Linked DNA regions of Mus musculus: regions 2, 3, 4 and 5 are each linked to region 1. The links are chromatin contacts, called in public HiChIP or PLAC-seq maps. All regions are on one chromosome and are shown on one strand. The core of a region is the stretch at or near the end of the contact, and the rest is flanking DNA. Distances in the headings are between cores, read along the strand shown. Region 1 overlaps Dnmbp (dynamin binding protein). Region 2 overlaps Got1 (glutamic-oxaloacetic transaminase 1, soluble). Region 3 has its middle 12 kb from the start of Mir5114. Region 4 overlaps Gm34636 (a long non-coding RNA gene). Region 5 overlaps Gm34922 (a long non-coding RNA gene).

Evidence for each region. HiChIP or PLAC-seq counts read pairs in DNA pulled down with a chosen protein or histone mark.
Region 2: a contact with region 1 is called in an HNF4G HiChIP or PLAC-seq map of pancreatic cancer cells. The contact joins two enhancer-like sites. A contact is called at or near these places in 1 of 39 promoter capture datasets (pre-B cells) and 2 of 115 datasets of contacts at active chromatin or transcription factors (embryonic stem cells and pancreatic cancer cells).
Region 3: an HNF4G HiChIP or PLAC-seq map of pancreatic cancer cells shows a contact between it and region 1. The contact joins two enhancer-like sites. A contact is called at or near these places in 1 of 39 promoter capture datasets (cranial neural crest) and 2 of 115 datasets of contacts at active chromatin or transcription factors (embryonic stem cells and pancreatic cancer cells).
Region 4: a contact with region 1 is called in a FOXA1 HiChIP or PLAC-seq map of pancreatic cancer cells. The contact joins two enhancer-like sites. A contact is called at or near these places in 3 of 39 promoter capture datasets (embryonic stem cells, liver and pre-B cells) and 1 of 115 datasets of contacts at active chromatin or transcription factors (pancreatic cancer cells).
Region 5: a FOXA1 HiChIP or PLAC-seq map of pancreatic cancer cells shows a contact between it and region 1. The contact joins two enhancer-like sites. A contact is called at or near these places in 3 of 39 promoter capture datasets (liver, pre-B cells and stem cell-derived epiblast-like cells), 1 of 115 datasets of contacts at active chromatin or transcription factors (pancreatic cancer cells) and 1 of 9 other capture datasets (adipose tissue).

The regions. Positions count from the first base shown.
Region 1 is chr19:43,914,935-43,919,084 of GRCm38.p6, forward strand. The region is part of intron 1 of Dnmbp (dynamin binding protein); the gene reads right to left. Among named protein-coding and RNA genes, the nearest start is that of Gm50217, 3.8 kb to the right of the region's middle. Within about 2 kb of position 1,882, at least 186 of the 459 cell types and tissues checked have an H3K27ac peak or open chromatin away from gene starts, as enhancers often do. A contact at or near this core is called in pancreatic cancer cells, where this site is marked.
Region 2 is chr19:43,497,525-43,501,674 of GRCm38.p6, forward strand. It overlaps Got1 (glutamic-oxaloacetic transaminase 1, soluble), which reads right to left. Exons shown (of 9, transcript NM_010324.2): 9 at 2,228-3,033. The coding sequence ends at 2,894. Among named protein-coding and RNA genes, the nearest start is that of Got1, 25 kb to the right of the region's middle. Within about 2 kb of position 1,682, at least 88 of the 459 cell types and tissues checked have an H3K27ac peak or open chromatin away from gene starts, as enhancers often do. A contact at or near this core is called in pancreatic cancer cells, where this site is marked.
Region 3 is chr19:44,312,788-44,316,937 of GRCm38.p6, forward strand. No RefSeq gene overlaps it. Among named protein-coding and RNA genes, the nearest start is that of Mir5114, 12 kb to the left of the region's middle. Within about 2 kb of position 1,909, at least 328 of the 459 cell types and tissues checked have an H3K27ac peak or open chromatin away from gene starts, as enhancers often do. A contact at or near this core is called in pancreatic cancer cells, where this site is marked.
Region 4 is chr19:43,558,873-43,563,022 of GRCm38.p6, forward strand. It overlaps Gm34636 (a long non-coding RNA gene), which reads right to left. Exons shown (of 3, transcript XR_877867.2): 2 at 402-501. Among named protein-coding and RNA genes, the nearest start is that of Gm34636, 8.0 kb to the right of the region's middle. Within about 2 kb of position 2,014, at least 24 of the 459 cell types and tissues checked have an H3K27ac peak or open chromatin away from gene starts, as enhancers often do. A contact at or near this core is called in pancreatic cancer cells, where this site is marked.
Region 5 is chr19:43,628,799-43,632,948 of GRCm38.p6, forward strand. All of the region lies in intron 1 of Gm34922 (a long non-coding RNA gene), which reads left to right. Among named protein-coding and RNA genes, the nearest start is that of Gm4311, 11 kb to the right of the region's middle. Within about 2 kb of position 2,258, at least 50 of the 459 cell types and tissues checked have an H3K27ac peak or open chromatin away from gene starts, as enhancers often do. A contact at or near this core is called in pancreatic cancer cells, where this site is marked.

The DNA.
Region 1 (4,150 bases), core at 632-3,131:
GCACAGTAAACTTGTAAAACATTAGGCTCCTATAGCGACATAGTAAAATTCATTAGCTTATTCACCCTGGACACATTGAACTCTTGGCGATTCCGGTGCCAGGACCCAAGAAATGAAGACGTTAATACTCCCACAATGATCATCCATGATTATGACTGTAATGATAAAGATCAGTGACCAATACTTACACAGTGCTTCCTCATGCCACACACTGTACGGCGTTCCACAGCAGTGAGTCCTCACAACAACCGACCTGCCCGTGCATTATTGGTTCCCATTTGGCAGATGAGAACACAGGTTCAAAGTGATAACTCCAAGTCACACAGCAAGTCAGATACAGAACGGGAATCTAAATCTGTCTGTCCCCAAAGCCTTGCCCAGGATGCTGTGTGAACCAGCCGAGGACATGACAGGCACATAACTGGCAGTTACAGCTTCTCATTAAACATTAGCTTATTAAAAACCATTTCTATAGCTAACTACAAGTTCAAATCTGTGTCATTGGCCACCAGAGAAGAAACTGTCTTCAAGTATAAACACTTCAGACCTTATTTCAACGTGGTTAATCTAATTGTGACCAGGTTTTTAAGCAGGCACACAGGGCCAAGTGTGAGGGCACGGGCCTGTCAATCCCAGCACCCAAGAGTAAGACACGCCTTGTGCCTTCTTGACGTCGTCCAAAGATCCCGAGTTAATGTGATTTACTCGGGCTGCTGGAAGCCAGTTCAGTACATACAGTACTGTGCTGCGTTTAACCACAGCTGCAGCCCTAGACAGTTACAGAGCCTCAGGCCTTTCTTGGTGCTGCCCTGCTTCCAGGTCAGCCGGTCTCATCCATCAGCTTCATTAAAAAAAAAAGATTCACATAGTTTTATCTTATGCATATGGGTGTTTTGCCTGTATGTATGTCACGTGTGTACCTGGGCATCTACCAAAAAGGATGGCAGGTCTCCTGGGACTGGAGTTACAGATGGTTGTGAGCTGCTATGTGGGTGCTGGGATTAATCTTGGGTGAGCAAGAGGACGAGCAGCCAGTGCTTTTAACCTCTGAATTATCTTCTAAGCTACCCCACCCAGTCAGTTTTTCTACCCTACATTTTTATTTTTTTGAGACAGAGTCTTACTGTGTAGTCCTAGGTGAAACTCATTATGTAGACCAGGCTAGCCTTGGACTCATAAAGACCCACCAACTTCTGACTCGCAAGTGTCAGGGCTAAGGGTGTGCGACCCCGTGCCCAATTCAACCCAACTTCTAGTTCACAGTCTACAGCACCAACCATTACTAAGAGTTCCCAGATAGATAAAAGCGGACCACCTCTGGATGGTAGGCTAGCATCCTCTGCAGAGGTAAGGGACACATGTGGGCACTGGGGGCTCAACACTTCACAAACTCTAAGGCCCCTTTCTTATTTTCTGGCTGTCTTCCAGGCATCTGAAATTGCCAGATGTCAGATTTCTACAGAAGGGTAGGTTTGTTTGTTTGTTTGTTTGTTTAAAGCAGAAATCCAAGCATAATATTTGGCAAATCTCTTAGCCATCTACATTATTAAGACAAGTCCTCAGGGTTGGGCCAAGATGGACATAATTTTCCCGTACATTTTCTCAAAGTTCTCACTGTCTGACCGAATGCACGGCTCCTCCTCTGAGCTGTGAGATAAGGAAGGGGCCTCGACCCACTGAGTTCTTGCTCTTTGGCCTCGTGAGCTGAAAGAGTTAAGAATTCCTCTTGACTCCTTTTCACAGTGGGGGGTGGGGGGGGATGACTCACAAATGCTGAGGAGACTCTGGCTCAATCAAGTCTTTTACTGACCTCCTACTCTGCAGGAATGAGTCTATAATCCCAAGGGACACACACCCTAGAAGGGCTCAGACTCCACAGGTCCGTGTGATTCATGTGTGCAGTGAGGAGGCGGGGCTTGACGTCTCCCACTTAACTCAGGTGACGCACACTCCCAGAGTTGATCCCGCCTTGTACACTTTCTAAGAAGCACCCATTGTCACCCATGCTCGGGCTATCTAGAAGCCTTCGAGTGTGTGTCGGAACTTAACCACTAGTGGCTTCTGTAAGCTGTCCCAAGTCCAGATGGAAGTTTGCAGAAGAAACTACAGGACAGATGAGCTGAGGAAAAGCTGGGAGATTACTGTCCAAATACAGCGTGCTGCCAGGGATATCAAGATGTAGAGCCCCACCCTTCCCTACTAGCGAGTGCCCATTTCTTCCTCTAAAGAGTTGAAACATAAATATCCGCAGAACAATGATTCTTCAACACCTTTTGGAAGGTAAACTCCAAAAGAGTTTGTGAAGGAAGTGGCGTCTGACCATTTGTCTGCAGGCGGGCAGCAACGCAGGCACAGGAAGAGTTAGGTAACTGCCGGAAGCGGGTTGGAATATCTGAAACCACTTATACCTCAGCCCGTAGTTCTGCTCACCTAACGGTAAACCAGCCATCTCTGGCGTAAATAGTTTCAGTCTCTAGTTTGTCTAGGTCTAACAGGGGCTAGGGATAGGCGGTGAGGAGGTAAGGGGGAGGGGACAGTGTGAGCCCTCCAGGTCAAGCGTGGGTGCCCAGAACTTCTTGTTCTGATTAGCCCAAGGACACTAAGAAAGCTACCACCTGAGTGTACACCATGCCACATGAGCCAGGAGCCTGCACCATCCACCACACTGTGGTCAGCAAGGCTCAGATCCCAGCAATTCACCCAGACTCAACAGCTATAGAGTTTAACTGTTACAGCACTAAAAGCTACCTATTTAGGGAGGAGGACAAAAGAAAGGAATGTGTGTAAGCCAGTCTTTAAGGTACAGTACGCATAACAGTATTTTAGGGAGACAAGGTAGGAATTACTCAAGGCTAGCGTGGGTCTCTCTGGATAAAAACATTGGACTAAATATGCCACTCCTGTGTGTGACTCTAATAATCAGGGAACATAAGACAAGTCTCTATTTCATGTGTGTGCATTCCCAGCTTGTCTGTCTGTGCACCACATGTGCACCACAGCCCAGAAGAAAGTGGGTCCCCCGGGACTGGAGTTACAGATGGTTGGGAGCTGCCACGTGGACACTGGGCAGTGAACCCCGATCCTCAGGAAGAGCAGCCGGTGCTCTTAACCTCTGAGCCATCCCTCCAGCCCTGAGTATGTGAAAGTTAATGCTATAAATGTAAAATTATAAAAACATTCAGAAAAAAAAAAACTGGGCGTGGTGGTGCACACATTTAATCCCAGCATTCGGGAGGCGGAGGCAGGCAGATTTCTGAGTTCGAGGCCAGCCTGGTCTATAGAGTGAGTTCCAGGACAGCCAGAGCTACACAGAGAAACCCTGTCTCGAAAAACAAAAAAAAACAAACAAATATATATATATATACACACACACATACATATATATAATATATATTGTATATATATTTATTCAGAAATAAGATTTACAACATGCCATGAAACACATACTGACCCTTATCTGACCCTTTTAAAAGGAAAAAGAGCAGTAACACATTAATGCCACACGGATCAACCTTGAAGATGCTATGCTTTGTGAGACCAGCAGACACAGGGACAGACACTGCCAGATTCCACTCAGATGAAGTACTCGGTGCAGCCGGAGCCACAGAGACAGAGGAAAGGCTAGAGAACTAGCATTCTGTTGGGGAACTATGGCTGCTCAGTTGGGGAATATGAGAAAGTTCTGGAGGCAGAACGCTACTTATGGTAGCAAATTAGTGGTATGAAACTGTACACTTAAAATGTTCAAAATGGTAAAGCGTATGTAATATTCATTGATCACAATAGAAAAAGCAACGTGTTTAACATGTTATAAAACGTGATGGAATGCAAACTAAGGCCTGGGAGACGGATTGTTTTAATAAGCAACACAGCCACAAGTCTTAACACATTGTTAAAGATCTGAGATCATGGGCTGTAAACTTTCACCCAGAGAGATACTGATAGCAACCAGCCTAATGAGTAATTTCCAACATGGCCTTTGGGGTAAAGGTCTGAACTGGGTACACACTGAGGACATAGAACATCAGCCCTTCCAATTCTGTCCTCCAGCCTGCTCTGTGCCCCAAGGTGGTGACCTCAAACACCAAATCCAAGTGCTTGCCTCTGGAGTCCTGCTAGCTTCGACCAATGAGCAGGGCAAGGCAGAGGC
Region 2 (4,150 bases), core at 432-2,931, 420 kb before region 1:
CTGCTGAACCCATGTGACCATGAGAAAAGACCAGGATGTTGGAGGCCAGACCCTACACCCCTGAGACTCTGCTGGCTTTCTCGGACCTTCTGGAACATCAAGATGGCCCCATTCCAGTGGTTCCTACGCAAAGGCTAGAGGCAGGAACAAGAAAGCAGTGGGCCAGAGGTTCCGTGTGCAGTTAGCTGGCTCCAGAAGGCGGACCAGCCAGGCAGCTTGCAAGCAGTGTAACAAGACCATTAGAGGGTTATGCTGGAACAATACAGGATTCTTCTCTGGAGACCCAATCGGGGCTATTCTTTCCTTAATACGCTAAAGGCTGTTTTCTCTGGGCTACACTTAGCAGGTGGTGTAATAAAGGCTGCTTAACTCATTTCTCAAAACTGCCTCTCAAAGGCGCTGATGCCTTTGGACAACTTGATTGAAGTTTTGGCAAGTTGGAGTTTTCTGTTTGCCCACCTCTGAAGTCTACCATGCACCCACATCTGAGAGCTCTTGCAGTGTCCCCCAAACATCCACAGAACCCCAGACACAGTACAGGACACGCTAACCAATTTGTCCCACTTCATCTTTTTTTTTTTTCTTTAAAATACTAAAAACTTTTTTAGCATGTTGGTACTGGCATTGAGACTTAAAGTTGTTTCCTTAATTTAAATAGTTTTGGCACTCCCCCTAGAAGAAAAATTAGAAATTTTTCTAATAAATAAATTTTTATAAAATAAATTTAAAAATAAAAAACTAGAAGAAAAATTCTCTTTCCCTAACAAGAAAAGTATGCCCTAGTAAGAGTTTACTGGGGAGCCAGTCAGTGGTGGCGCACACCTTTAATCCCAGCACGGGAGGCAGAGGCAGGCAGATTTCTGAGTTTAAGGCCAGCCTGGTTTACAGAGTGAGTTCCAGGACAGTCAGGGATACACAGAGAGACCCTGTCTCAAAAAAAAAAAAAAAAAAAAAAAAGGTGGGGGGTGGTTACTGGGTAGGACATTTTGGAGGGCCACATTGATCAAAATTGTTTTTTAAGATTTATTTATGTGTATGCCTTAGCATATGTAGGTACCCCTGGAAGCCAGAAGAGGGCGTCAGATCCCCTTGATCTGGAATTCCGGGCAGTTGTGGTTTCATGTGGGTGCTAGAAACAGAACCCCAGTCCTCTGCAAGAGCAACAAGCAATGCTCTTTTGCTCACAACAACCAAGTCTGTCCCCATCAGAGGTACTGGAGTCTGATGGCTTAAGCCACCCCTAGGGAGAATGCAAGAAACTCTTCCAGGGAAGGCAGCATCCTAGAGCTGAAAGAACAAACCTCAATAAAGGATACAAATGGAAACAAGCTGCAAGCTAACGTCTAATAACCTTTACCTCGTCCACACCCAGCAGCCTGGGGCACCTACAGAGAGTCAGCCCAGCCAGATGGTAGGATCTGCAAGGGCGGAGGGCTTTGCAAAGGAAAGCCAGACCAGGGATAACCACCGTTCCTCTCCGAAGGCAGGAAGCCAGACTGTTTCAGTACCAACAGACTGATTCAAAGAAAGGAATGAGGAATGACGGCAGAATGACAGCAACAGTCCAAATTCTGGCTCAAGGTCAAAGGTCTTTTTTTAAACTAAAAGGCCCTACTAACAGAACAGGGTGTCTTGGTAAGCTTGGAAAGAATTCCGTACCACACCCAGAGGAAAGGGGGTGAGTCAGAGACAACAGGAAGCAAGCAGACTGTTTCACTGCGGTAGCCAGGCTAGACCTGGTGACTTCTGGAGCCGACCATCTTTAAAAATCGTGGGATTTTTATACCTCAAGGGAGTCCTGGGAAATTCTGAAAAGCTACTCTTAAATATTTTGAAAAGTGGTTACTCTGTTGCTTAAAGTAAGGCATAGCCCTACCAATTTTTCCAGACCCACCCTTTTCCCAGAGTTCAGGGACTCTGGAACTTGTGATGTTTAAGCAGCTGTAATGTTTTCAATACACTAGGGACATAGCAGCTCCAGCGGTGACGGAAAGAGCTGGTATTCTAGAATCCCTCTAAATGATATCATCCTAGTTTCTTAAGAAAATGGCTGGTGTCTGAACGATAAACCTACAAAAGCAACATGGACTTACAGCCTGGATCCTACTTGAACTTCCAGTTTCATGAACACATTTTGTTTTTTCCTTTACCTTTGCCATCAGTGAACCCCTCTAAAGACTTCATTCTAAACTGTGGGTGGCAACTCATGAATGGATCACAAACTCCATTTCACTTGTCTTGATCAGCAGTTTTATTTTTTAAATAAAACAGAACAGACTAAGAAAATATCACAATGTGCCACATATCACAAGAGCAAATACCGTTTAGTGGAACTTTCATTTCAGTCAAATACGTAAATCCATTTGTATGTCATGATATAAATATTGGCCACAGTTGCCTTAAAAAAACTAATGTTCCAGACCAGGGACACAACCGTGCGGGGAGATCAGGGTGACGAGAGACAGAGATGGGTGGCGATGATGAGTTTTAATGCCCCAGCCAACACCCACAGTCACATCCGGCTCCTCAGACCAACTTGATCTTTGAGACTAGACTTTTGTACAGTCAGGCAACACGCAGAAGCCCAAGGCTCCGTGGGCATCACTCCTGCAGAATGCTAGAGAGGAAGGCAAGGTGATTACATCTCATAGCCAAAGTTCTTTTTATTCTTAAATAACTTTAATCTACTCTGGTTTCCAACAGGCTCTAACCCCAGAGCCCCCGGGGCTCATTTCAAGAAACGTCTTCTCATGTGGGGGGTCAGCTAAACAGCAGCTGCTTCCCCTCGGTCATCTCTAATAAAGGACGTGTACAGCTAGGTACAGCTAGGTTTGCGCAGGCAGGAAAGGTGTGACAAGAACTGCTTTGGTGGCGTGAACTACGAGGTGTTTCTTCACTGGATTTTGGTGACGGCTTCATGGATGGAGGTAGCGACGTAATCTAGGTTCTTGGTGGTCAAGCCGCACATGTTGATCCGACCACTCGGCAGGAGATAGATATGCTTCTCGTTGACCAAATACTCGACCTGCTTGGCTGTAGAGAAGACAGGAGGGCAAGACACTGACTTAAGCAGTGGACACTCAGAGATCACCATCTTCCTTCTTCCTCCTTAACTCAGACTGGTGCAATCAACCAACAGGAAACTACTCACTAGATCCTGGAAAGATTTCTCAGTAATTCATGTTCAATTTTCAGGACGTTGACAATATGACTACAGCAGAGGGGCAGCTTTGAAGCCGGGATGACCTCCCAGCCAGACCTTGCACGTTAGATACCCCTCTCAACTGAGAGCAGCCATCAGACACAAGGGAAGTACCCTGATCGGGAAACCCTGATAGGTGCTCGACACCGGCTTTGGGGCTCCAGTCCTGAGCATCCAACAACCTCCAGTGAGCCTTTCATCTCAGAGTACATTTGACAGGAGCCCATCACAATGTACAGATAACCGGCATGTAAGTGAACCAACAGGCTCTGTGACCCTGTGACCCAGACCCCGTGACCTAGGGACCACCACATTCTAGCCTCTGGACCACTCATCCTTCAGCCTCCTAGGATGCATCAGGGATTCCATGGTTGCAGGAAAAAACCCCACACGTGAAAGCAGAAGGGGACAGAGGCCTGCATGTCCTCATCACTACAGTGATTTTGTTTCTCTGCAAAACTGTGATAGAACTCTAGCATATTTTTTGCTTAATTAGCCCATTAAAAATGAAGTAGAACAATAAAATCACACAAACTAGTGGGCAAGTGTGACATGCTAGGCAGTGTGCTATGCGCTTCAGTATTCTTGGTGATAACCTATCATGCCCATTTCACAGATGGGGCATAGGAAAAGTTCAACGCTCTCCTCTGCCTCCCGAGTGCTGAACGAAAGGCTGTGTACCACCATACCTGGCTCTGTACGTTTTCTTAAGGAAATGGGGGGAAGAGAAAAAAATAGAACAAACTCTATCATTAAAAAAAAAAAAATCAATGAATGAAGCTGGGCGGTGGTGGTGCATACCTTTAATCCCAGCACTTGGGAGGCAGAGGTAGGCAGATCTCTGAGTCTGAGGCCAGCCTGGTCTACAGAGTGAGATCCAGGACAGCCAGGGCCACACAGAGAAACCGTGGCTTGAAACTCCCTCCCAACAACCCCAGAAAACACAAA
Region 3 (4,150 bases), core at 659-3,158, 400 kb after region 1:
CGTTAGACCGGACTCTCTCTCTCTGCATCTCTAGTGCTGCTATAAGAGATGTTTATCACTATACTGGGCCTCATCTTTAGTTTTAAAAAAATGTCATTATCCTCACCCCAAAAGGAAACACTATTCCCATTCGAATGACTCCTCATGACCCTCCCACTGTATCAACAACCAATATGCTGCCTATGAATCGGTTGTTGTTTATGTCGGAGAAATAGCCATACTGTGTGTGTCTGGTAGCCTCCCTGCATGACATTCTGTGTGTCTCTTTGTAACAGGTCCCCCACCGCCCCCCCCCCCCAACCTGGTCCTTAGTTGGCTCCCAAATCTTAACACAACTAACATGGTGAAGTGATAGAAGTACTATTCAGGTCATGGAACCCAGCACATAGGCAGCACCACCCGCCAAAATGAAAACAAAGATCTAATTCATCAAAGGCCATAGCTCTGGGAAGTCTGTAAATGTACTAGCCTTGCTTTTTGGCTTCTGTAGTTCCCCTTCTGGCTAACTGTTCTTGCTAAATGTGTCAAACAAAGACATGTTTTGTATTGTGTGTGTGTGTGTGTGTGTGTGTGTGTGTGTGTGTGCTTAAAAGCTTGCCCTGAGAGAGCTGAAGAGATGGAACAGCAGTTCAGAGCATTGACCGCTTTGCCCAAGGTTCTAAGTTCAATTCCCAGCAACCACATGGTGGCTCACAGTCATCTGTAATGGGATCCGATGCCCTCTTCTGGTGTGTCTGAAGACAGCTACAGTGTACTCATATTAAAAAAAAAAAATACAAAAAAAATGCCATAAGCCGGGCGTAGTGGCGCACGCCTTTAATCCCAGCACTTGGGAGGCAGAGGCAGGCAGATTTCTGAGTTCGAGGCCAGCCTGGTCTACAGAGTGAGTTCCAGGACAGCCAGGGCTACACAGAGAAACCCTGTCTCGAAAAACCAAAAAAATAAATAAATAAATAAATAAAATAATAATAATAATAATAATAATTAAAAACAAACATCTCACCCCGAGAAAGGCTCAAGTCTGTAAGTACCAGCCAGCTAATAGACTTTCTACTGGCTTAAATCTGTGTCTAAGTCATTTCTTTGATTTATCTTCTTTGATCGATTCCTAACATTTTCACACTGGCACAAATCAGTTTTTAACTCCTCATTATGATTAACAGTCCATTGTATTTATGGGGAGCAGTTGAGTTGTCCCCCCCTTTCGGCTTCTATGAATAGTATGCTCTGCACATTTGTGTGTGTATATTCTAGCATTTGCTCTCTGTCGATTTGTGTACACAGGAATGGGATTTCTTCTGTAATAATTCTGTTTAACTTTTTTTTTTTTTGAGTAAACAGTTTTCAACAGCAGTAATGGACAGTGTCACCCACCCTTCACCATAACATTTCTCCTTTTTTTTTTCTTTTTTCTTTCTGCTTTCGGGGAAGGCCAGACCCCATGGAGTAAAGTAGAAGCTCTGCTTCCAGTAGCAAGATTGCTTTAGCCAAAGCCTCAAACCGTGCCTCCAACCTCGCCATTTCCAGGAGCAGGCAGTGTGGCTACCTCCCTGGATCACTAACGCACCTCCCACCCCACTGCGGCCAAACACACATACACAGCCCTGTGACATCATAAATTACTGTCCTGGTGACCGTACATGGAGCCCTACCAAACTCCAACTCAGGTTAAGCTGAGTGCCTGAAATAGAAGCAACATGCAACGCTCTTCCTCCAGTCCTGGCCCTCTGCCAGTGCCTGCCCGGGAGAGGTCCAGCTAGGGTGAGGAAAAGCAAGGGTCAGGCGTGCGGGCCCCTCCCGGGGTTACTCTGGGTTAGCATTGGCCCCAGATTCACTCGCGTTCACCAGGCCCAAAGCGCCTGACCCCTCGCAGCCAATCAGCGGCCTCACCGGGCTCTGCACGCATCGCTCCAATCAGGATGCGCTGCTCCTGAAGCTAGCCGGTGTACCTTGCAGTCACAGATGGAGGCTAGCCCAGTCCCTGACCTCACAACCCCCCCCCCCCCCCCCGCCTCCGCTCCCCGGACCTTGAATGTGGGCTCTGGTCGCCAGCTTTCGCCAAGGAAGGGGGTGGGGGTGTGTGCTGGCAAAGCAGCGCACGTTTTTTTTTGTTTTTTTGTTTTGTTTTTTTCCATCTACGTAGTGCAAACGCTTATGGAGGAGGAGGCAGAGCTAGGACTTAGCAAAACAGACCTCAGATTGGGTCATGGTGTAGAGGAGAGCACTCCGAAAAGCACAGCATTAATGTGATCAGGAACTTTCCAGGCTGATGTCAGCAGGCATGAAGGGGCGTGGAGTGGGCAGTGGGAGGAGAAAATGCAGGGGAGGCGGTGAGAGTCTGGAAATCTCGATATTTAAGAAACTTACTGTGATAGCAGAGGGGACCACAGGGGCTGGAAGCCTTATTCCAGGCTTTGAAAAGACTCCGATGGGGGCATGGGGAAGGAAAAGGAAGGACACATCTGAAAAGTATTTTTGGAGCAGAGTAGACATTCAGATGCTGGAATGGTGAAGTGGATGCAGGGTGGGAGGGGCACCCATGACAGGCTTTTAGCTCGAGTCGCTCTGCAGGGGCAGCCTCTGCACCAACTTAAAATAAGAAGCTTGAAACAAAGCAGGCTTGGACTGGGAGCGGGAAGTTAGTATTTAACACGGGAGTGGGAGTTGTACAAAGTTTGCTGGGATTAAAGGCAGTAATCACCACACATAATCTTAACGTGCCCTTAAATGTGGCTTGCAAGAATTGCATTGAGAATTTTTTTTTTCTGTCTCCATGTTCATCAGGGGAAAAAACGGCTGACAATTTTCTTTTTTAAAAATGTGTGTGCTCTGAACCAGTTTTTATATCAAGGTAATGCAGACTTGGCAGGGTGAACTTGGTAGTGTTCTGTATACCATATGAAACAGTTTAAGGAGCTTGGTTATTACCTCTTCCTTAAAGATTTGATAAAACTCGGCAACGAGTCAGTCTGGTGCTACATTTTGACTTTTGGGGAAACTTTTGGTTACTGTCTCAGTCTTGTTGACTTTTTAAAAAAATGATTTTAGAGCTTTATTATAGAAAGACAGGGGGAAAGAGAGAAGGTAGAAAAGAGAGAGAAGAAAGGCTAGAGAATAAAGAGGGAGAGAGAGGAGAGGAGAAGACAAAAAGAGAGAGGAGTGAGGAGTAAGAGCCGTCTTGTTGATTGTTATGAATCCATTTTAATCGTTTATGTCCTTTTGGCTTGATTTTGTGAGTCCTCTATGACTAGGAGTTTATTTATTTCTTCAATGCCTGCTAATGTATTGCCAATGATCATGGAACTGAAGATGGTTAAAAACTACTTTAGAATGTTAGGAAGTGAAGCTAGTGCACACCTTTCATTCCAGCACTCGGGAGGCTGAGCAAGGTGGAGTTCTGAGTTCGAGGCCAGCCTGGTCTACAGAGCGAGTAAAATAAATAAAAAAGACTGTTAGGAAGTTAAAAGCTATTTAAGGAGCACGTGGGAAGAATGAGTGAATGGGATGAAGACAGTGGGTAGAGAAAGGGAAAGACTAGAGAGACAATGGATGAAAGAAGGAGAAAGAAGAGGAGGGAGAGGCTGTTGAGGGAAAAGAGCAGGAGACTGGGGAAAAAATAAAGAGAAAGAACAAACACAAAGACGACCCAACAGTATAAAAAGGTGTTGCCCTTTAAAGATTTAATTCACATTAATTTTACGTATATGGATGCTTTGCCTGCGTGTATGTCTGTACCTGGTGCTCAAAGAGGCAGAAGAAGCTGTCAGATCATCTGGAATTGGAGTTACAGATGGTTGTGAACTGCCATGTGGGCACTGGGGATCAAACCCTCTACAAAAGAAACAAGTGCTCTTAACAGCTGAGCTATCTCCCTGGCCCCTAAAAGAAGCGTGGGTGGGGGTGGGTGGGTGGGGCATGAAGTAGATAAATGTCAAAGGGGGGAATAAGACTTAAAAACAAAAACCCAGGGGCTGGAGAGATGGCTCACTGGTTAAGGGCACTGACTGCTCTTCCAGAGATCCTGAGTTCAATTCCCAGCAACCACATGGTAGCTCCCAACCATCTGTAATGGGATCTGATGTCCTCTTCTGGTGTGGATACAAACCACAGCAGTGAGAACGGTGCCTGCCTTTGTGCCTTCCAGACCTCC
Region 4 (4,150 bases), core at 764-3,263, 360 kb before region 1:
TCATCAGAACCTGGCTGTTCTGGCCTCTTAAGTAATCCCAACTTTTAGTCTCTAAAACTGAGCTATTCAATGATTCGTTACTGGGCTAACTAAGACACCTACCTGGGTCTCTTGGAATACCTGCTTGAGCAGAGCAGTTCAGCTTCAGGTCCATCTTTACCCAATGATAATGGCTAAGCGCAGGATGTGACTCCATCTCTTCCCACCCCTCCCTACATTGACCCAGGAAAGCTGGCTCTTCCCATAGCTGCAGTCCTGAAATAATCTTATACGCAAGCGGCCTTGGGTGCTGGGATACTGGTGACACCACCACCCAAAATAAAGGACAATGCAAAAGAAAAAGGAGGAAGAAGAGGTGAAGGAGAAGAGAAGAGGGGGAATCTACTGAAGAATCAACCTACCCACATCCGCAGGAGCAGCGTGGGACATGAAGCACAACATCAGAGTTGGTATGGCCAGAACAGCCAGCCGCTGATATCAGTGTCTTTGAAATCTTGCATGCTTTTGTAAAAAAAAAAAAAAAGTCATGTAAATTATGCATCCTGCTTCATAATGCATCATTATTTCTGTAAATAAAAATGTTCCCTTAAAAAAATCATCAAGAAGTTCCATTTTATCCCAAATATTTGAGATAATTTTCTGGCCTCACATTGACTGCCTGCCACTGTTTACATCTCGATGCAAGAAGCTCACATACATCAGAAAGAGCGCTAGACAGATGGAGGCAGGGGGAGTTTTCAAGCCAGCTTCATCTTCCTGCTCTATAACTTCCTAGACACACAAAGGTTACTCTCTTTTCCGAGGCAGATATCACAAGCTAGCCTTGATCTTACTAACCTCCTCTGCCTCAGCATCCTGAGTGCTCCCCTCATGCCACCTCCTGCTCATTTGTCTTCTTCACTTATCTTCTCTTTGGCCTTGGATACAGGAGAACGCCTTCATTGCCTTTTTTACTGAGCAGTTAAGCTCCAAGGAACCTACATGAGACCAAGATCCCCGAACTCTGTGGCCATGTAGGGGTGACATCCACATTATCCCAAGATGGCTCTAGACATTTCCGCAGCCCAGACTTGTTCTTGCTCTGTACTTTTCTAGCCACTCTGGTCCCTTCTGTGTGATCCTTGTACCCGTGCTTCAGAAACGGTCACAGGAGGCAAAAAATGAAGATTTGCATTGATGATCAACTGTCATGTCATTGAGGATGGGAGAGGAGTCATATTTTTAAAGATTTATTTTTCTTAAAGTTATACGTATGTGCACATGTCCACGTTTGTGCATGTGTCTGTATATGAGACCCTTGAAGCTGGAATAACACGTGGCCGTGAGCCACTGACATGGGTGCTGCTCGGGACCCAATGTATCTGTGTGCCTAACCACTGAGCCATCTGTCCAGCTTTGAGAGGTCACATGTTTATTCCCACGTATTTCTACCTCTTAGATCCTTGATTGCCTGTATCTGCTGTCTTCATTAAGGGAACTCTGAGCCTCTCTCTCATACTTGCCTCATGAACACATCACCTACAAAAGCAGGCCAAGCAGGAAAGGGAAGCTAATTTTGTTTTTAGCATCTGATTCATTGGTTGCTTGGAGTGCTGTATTAAGAGCATGGCTCAGTGGAAAAGAATGCGGTGATGGATTAGAGATGTCTGCCACAGGCACACAGTGGGAACAGAAGCTTGAATGCTGCCACTGGCTGTGCAGCTTAGAGATTCAAAAGTAGTCAATTCTAAAACTTCCAACAGTTATCAAAAGCTGGAAGTTTTCAGAAGATTCAAATGTTGAAGTTCCTTTTCTCAGAGACTTGGACCCCTGAGGCAATTACAAAATCAGTTAATAATGGTTCGTGTCTTAAGTTTGATAGCATGAAGGCCCAACTCCCTATCTATGGTTGGGTTGACTGGGTTAACTGAAAGTCAAGTCTCTTTCCTTTTGAATAGAATGGTATCAGCTCCATTCACTGGCCCTGGGTGTATCAGACCAGTCATTATGATTTACATTTGCTGACATCACAGAAATTTCTGGAATGTTATTGGTCATCCTAACAGTCCAGCATGCCCATTGAATTGAGAACTATAGACAGGAACAGAGGCTGACAACCTAAGATAAATGACTGATTGCAGAAACACATTTGAAAAAGAACCCATCCGGTGGTGGCTGGGAACCACTGCTCTCCTGATACATAGTGTCAGCAACTCAGATCCCACCCACGTTAAAAACTCTAGAGGCCTTTCGATCTGGGTGTGTGCGCCCTGATTTCACTTCAAAGCGCCTCTTTTGGTTTTAGGGTGAGTTACTTTGACAGTTGTTTTTAAAAAAAAAAAAAGAAACAAACAAAAAAAAAGATAGTTTCATTAAATAATTATCTCTTTGCTGTGGAATTCTAAAGACGTCCTGAAGCACTGTAGAATGCAGTGTGTTTGGGCTTTTAGAAATGTATTCTGCTGCTTCAGAGGCTCTGTGTGCTACAAAGCAGAACCCAAGGGGGATTGCCATGGCTGCTCTTGGGCAAGAAGCTTCCTGGCTGAATGGAGGCTATTTCATTCTGACTATTTATTTATTTATTTATTTAATGTATCTGAGTACACTGTAGCTGTCCTCAAACACACCAGAAGAGGGCATCAGATCAGATCCCATCACAGATGGTTGTGAGCCACCACGTGGTTGCTGGGAATTGAACGCAGGACCTTTGGCAGAGCAGTCAGTGCTCTTAACCGCTGAGCCATCTTTCCAGCCCGACCTCTTGTCTTATTGTGCCTCCACATAAAGCTACACACAGCAGTAAAAGACCTAGAGATTAAACATTCTTAGAATTCCTCATGTGGTATCTAGCTCTCCTAGAGTTTCTTGAAAACCCATTGTTTGCTTCTCTGTTCCAGGCTTTCCTTGCAATTGAATATTATTATTGATCACAATGTTATTATCGATTGCAACATTATTATCAATTGCAATATTATTATCAAATGGTAGCCATTGCAAAACCCTGATCTACCTTCCATTCTTACTTTTTCTGTGAAAGATTAACCCCTACCCCTCCTTATGACATCAGAGTTGTTCTAAATGTGTCCCTCTCAAGAGCTAGATGCGCCACAGAAAATGAAGCAGATGGAGAGGCTGGCTGGATGTAGATACACTGAGTGAACTCAGCAAGCATTGCAGACGGCATCCCTCTCAGAACGCTGGCAGGGATGTTGGCCTGCAATGGGTAGAGAGGAACTCCGCTATCAAAAACCTGCTCTGAATTGGCTTATCCCACCAGACATCCTTAACTTTGATGTCTTTCCCTTCCTATTAAATGTCACTGAGAGTCTATGTGAGGAAACCCCCATCTCTTGTGTGGCTCACCTTGGGCCTTTGTGTACCTTGACAGAGCAGTCCAGTGTGTAAGGGTCTTGTCCTCTCCAGAAACTTCCTCAGGCATCCTAATGCCCTTGTTGATTTGAGTCCTTCAGTGGCCACACCTTGCAAAAATCTATATTGCCCACATCTCCTGTTCAATGTTTGCAGTTCTGAGCTTACTTCCACTGCCCCCCACCACCATCAAAAAGGCCAAAGATGTACTTTTTACACTAATATGCAGTGTGGCAAAGGTATAGCAGAGGGATGTTTGGACTGCCTGCAGATGTTTATATAAATGGGTATAGTATTCTAGAGGGCAATTTGGCATTCGATAGCCAAAGTCTTAGAAACCTGTCTTAGAAATTTATTCAGAGGAAATAATCAAGGAATAAACGAGAATTTAACAGGTTGGGTTTTGCTTGTTTGCATGTTTGTTTGTTTCTAAATGGGAGTTGTATTTATAATAGAAGACTTGAGAACAAGAAGAGATTGGTAGTCTATGGTGTCACCGCCATAAGACAGGATACTATGCAGCCTTTAAGAGAAGAGTCTCTGAAGAGAAAGTATTGGCATGAAATCAACACCAAACTAACCCCATGTAAAAAAATACACATATGTACAGTGTGGGTCCACCTCCATCACTTCAGCATGTGTTGAGTATGAAATGTTCCCTTCAATGAGAAACCTGGGGTGAGTGTTCTGCAATGCTTTCCAATAAACATCTCCCACTGGGCACAACTGTTTAGCTGTGCTCTCTGATTTTTATATATAATGCTTTTGTATACCAAAAGGAGACCACTAGAAAAATTATCAA
Region 5 (4,150 bases), core at 1,008-3,507, 290 kb before region 1:
AAGACAGGATTGATTGTATTGAGGGCAAGCTAAGGGGACACCTTCTTATTGTTCTGCTATTAGACTCCTTTGGAAGACAGGAACTACACTGAAGTTCCCATCTGAGATGCTTTGTGCCCAGTAGGCTCTCAGGAATCCCAGCTGGGGACCATGCATGTGGGCCGTCAGATGCCCACCATGTCAGTTACAGAGGCTCTCACGTGTGTCCACACCCTGGGACACCTTTGGAATGTTGGTTCTCTGAATAACCCCCGTCATTCACACCCTACAGCCGCACTCAATCTGTCCCAGTCCCCGTGGCCCCTCACCCTTTGCTTGCTTTCAGATCTGGCAGAAACAAAGCCCCAAATACATGACCAACTGGCATACGATGAGTGATTAGCCCCCTGTCTGGAAAAGGCTGGGGTGAGGGCCTTTCTGTGCTAAGTGCAGTAACCCTAGCCCTCACCCAGTAGTAATTCTAGATGGTGGTAGCCGGGGCTGGGCATAGATGGGCAGTGTGAACAGCCAGCCTGAGGAGGGAGGTGCTCAGCCCACGTGGGAGGACCATCATCTCCTCCCAGGCAGTTGGAAGCATCAAATTAAGGCTAAGTGGAGGTAAATTAGATGTGCTGGGACAGCTGCCATGAGGATAAGTGGGTCTGGATACTAAGGGAAGGTTCTCCACAGGGGAGGGGAGGCAGGCCTTGCGGCCCTGTGGTCTCCCTGCTGTTCCTCACCTGAAGCAAGATAGCAAATTGTCTTGGGCAGAAGTTCCCCAGCTTGGCTGTGGGTGAGTAAATTGGACCCACCTGAACCTCACGCTCCTTGTGAATACAGTGAGATCTTAGTACCTACCTCGCAGGACCTTCAGTGAGCCAAGGGGTGACGGGATGACTGGCTCCCAGGAGGCTTTCTGTAATGTCCGTGGACTCTACGGGCTCCACACCTACCAAAAGCACATTCCTACCTCAGAAGTCCAAGGTGCTGGAGAAATTCGGTCAGCTACCGGATGTTTGTGGTTTTTACACTGTGACTAGTGAGTATGTGCACAGGCGAGGTCAGAACCTTAATGCAGGGCTGTTGGTAACTCAGAGGCCACCAGCTAACATCCAGTGACATAGCCATTGCTACTGGGAGGCTTCAGGCCATGATGTCTTCCGTTAGCATTGAAATAAGCATGGTAAGGTATTAGGTTGTTTTTCATTGGGGGGGAAATGTGACTCACTTATAAGTCAGTGAGAAACAGGTCCTCTCATGAAAATCCGTGGTGTGTTCACCGACCATGGTGGTTTGCATTTAGGCCCCTGTCTTGTGTGTCGGAAAGAAGGCTCCCCTGGGTCCTACCCTTTTTACCTTTTCAGAGGGTGATCACCACTCAGAGGTTCCACCGTGCTGAGGAAATGGAGGGAGCAAGGTTTCTTTAACATTGATGGCAAAGTAGTTTCTAATTTTAACGTTTAACTGGTTAAATATATTTAATTATATATAATTATTTATATTTAATTGTTATAGGTAACATTAAATTGCTTATATATTGTGGGAAATGTTGCATTTTAGGCTTGGAGGAATATATATAATCTTAGGTTTGTTAATTTGTTTATTTTGAAAGGAGAAACGTATTTTGATTCATAGTCTCAAACGCTCCCTCCGTAACTAGCTGTTTCCCTTGCTCTTTAGCCTATAGCAAGGGCAATATTATGGCAAAGGAACGCTTCTCCCTTCAGAGCAGTCAGGGATCAGAGAAAGAGGCAACCTTGAGTTAAGCAGCACTCTCTGAGGCGCAGGCAGCGTTTTCTAACAAGGCAAAGGAGGAAGGGCTGCGTGGATAGACAGACCCTCACCACCCTGCAGGATCAAAGGCTCCCAGAGAGAAACAGTGTAGACACAGAAAGGACAGACACTGCCTACACCCGAGCATCTCCAGTGCGGCCTCCAGACACCAATCAAGAGAGGGGTTAATGTAGGCTCCAGCAGACGCCAAATACTAACTACATGTGGCTTAGTGTTCCATACCTGCCCCACCTGACAGTGTTGGGCAGAACATGCTGAGGTATGGAAGCACTAAAAAAAGTTGATGTTCCCCCTGTGTTCCAGGAAGTACCACCAGCATGCAAATTTCCACAGAAAATCGAGAGAGAGAGAGAGAGAGAGAGAGAGAGAGAGAGAGAGAGAGAGAGAGAGAGAGAGAGCACTTCGAAGTCCTCTCCATTCCCACTCAAGATGAGTTAAAGCTGAGTCACTGCCCTTGGGTGGCGTCAGTGTTACAGAAAGTGACCACCAGGGGGCACACATTCACCACTAGAAAGCCTTGGGCACTGTTTCCCGTCCAGAAAACAAGCCAAGATGGAAGCCTCCTGCTGGCTGGGGAGGAACACAGGCTCTTCAGAAAGAAACACAAGGTTCTCCTTTGTATGCTTTACATCTAAAAGTTATTGTTGTTTCAAATATTGACGAAGGCTGCTGTGGGGAAGCAGGATTTGCCCATTTCTTTGATCTAACCCAGAGTGGCTGCCCATATCCCAAGCTGTATTCTCTGATTGCCTGTCTCAGTGTCCCAGATTCTCACTTGGTAAGCCTAAGGCCATTTAAGTCAACGGTTTCAGACTATACTCCTAAAATGTAGAGGAAGAAAGAACGAGAGAAAAAAAGACAGACAGACAGACTAAAGCTGCTTTCTGTGAGGAACTAATGCATGTTTTACCTTCTCAACCTCTGACTGACTGATGATGTTGGCCAAATCCCTGGCTGGCGTTTCAGATTTCCAGGGCTCCCTGCTCTTCACTTCCGGCTGCTGACATGGCTACAGTCCTGGTGTGGGCAGCAATCATGGTGAGGATCCTGTTAAAGCTGAAGATGGGGCTATCTCACACCAGTCAAGGGGTGTGTGTGGCAGATTAGGGAGGGTGAAAGCTGAGGCAGAGTGATTGCTGCAAGTTCAAGGCCAGTTTTGTCTAAATAAGTGAGACCAGGGGCTGGAGAGATCACATAGCAGTTAAGAGCACTGCTAACCAAGCAGGAGCATCTGAGTTCTAATCCCCAGGACCACAAATGAGTAGAGTCTGATCACATACAACATACATACATATATATATACACATATACACACATATATACATATACACACATATACACGCATATATACACATATTTCTTATACACAGACATGCACATATACATACACACATACACTATACACACATATACACACACACATATATATACATACATTCACATATACACACATACACATATACACACATATATACATATACACACATATTCACTTACACACAGACATGCACATATACACTATACACACCTACACACATACACACATATATATATATATACACATACATACACATATACACATAGATATACACATATACATACACTGATACACATGAATACATACACATTCATACACATACACACCACAAACACATACACAGACATACATATACATACATACCACATATACACACGCCACATACATATACACACATACATACACATTACAGACACCACATACACACACACACACACACACATACTAATTAATTAATTGGTTAAAAACAAACGTACCTCTTTAGTAAGTTAAACAAACAAATAATGAGGTCCTGTCTCAAAAGGAAGGTATGCAGAGACTGGGGTGCTCACGCTTAATACATTGTTGGTGGGACTGTAAAAAGATACAGCTACTAAGTTAACCAGTATGACGGATCCTTAAAAAGCTGAACTTAGAAATACCACGTGGCCCTGAAAATGTAGGTGTGCCATATTGCCAAAAGAGTCGAAAGCGGAGACTCAAGCAAATGTGTACACATATAACGTCATTACAACATCATTCAAAACAAGCAGGAGCAGGCCGATGCCCATCAAAGCATTAACAAGCCAAGCAAAGGGCAGTTATGTGCCCACGGTGGCAAATTACCCAGCCCTAAGGAGTAGAAACCCAAAACACATACTACAATGTACAGGAGCACCGAGAACACTTTGCTAAGTGATATAAAGCAGGCTGGGAGTGGCAAATCAGTTCCACTTTCCTGAGATACCTGGAATGGACATCGTCATTGCCAACGGCTGCAGACAGAGGACCCTGGGAAAGCACTGTTGCAAAGCCACAGTCTCAGTAACGTGACAGTGATGGCTGGTGACACAACATCAA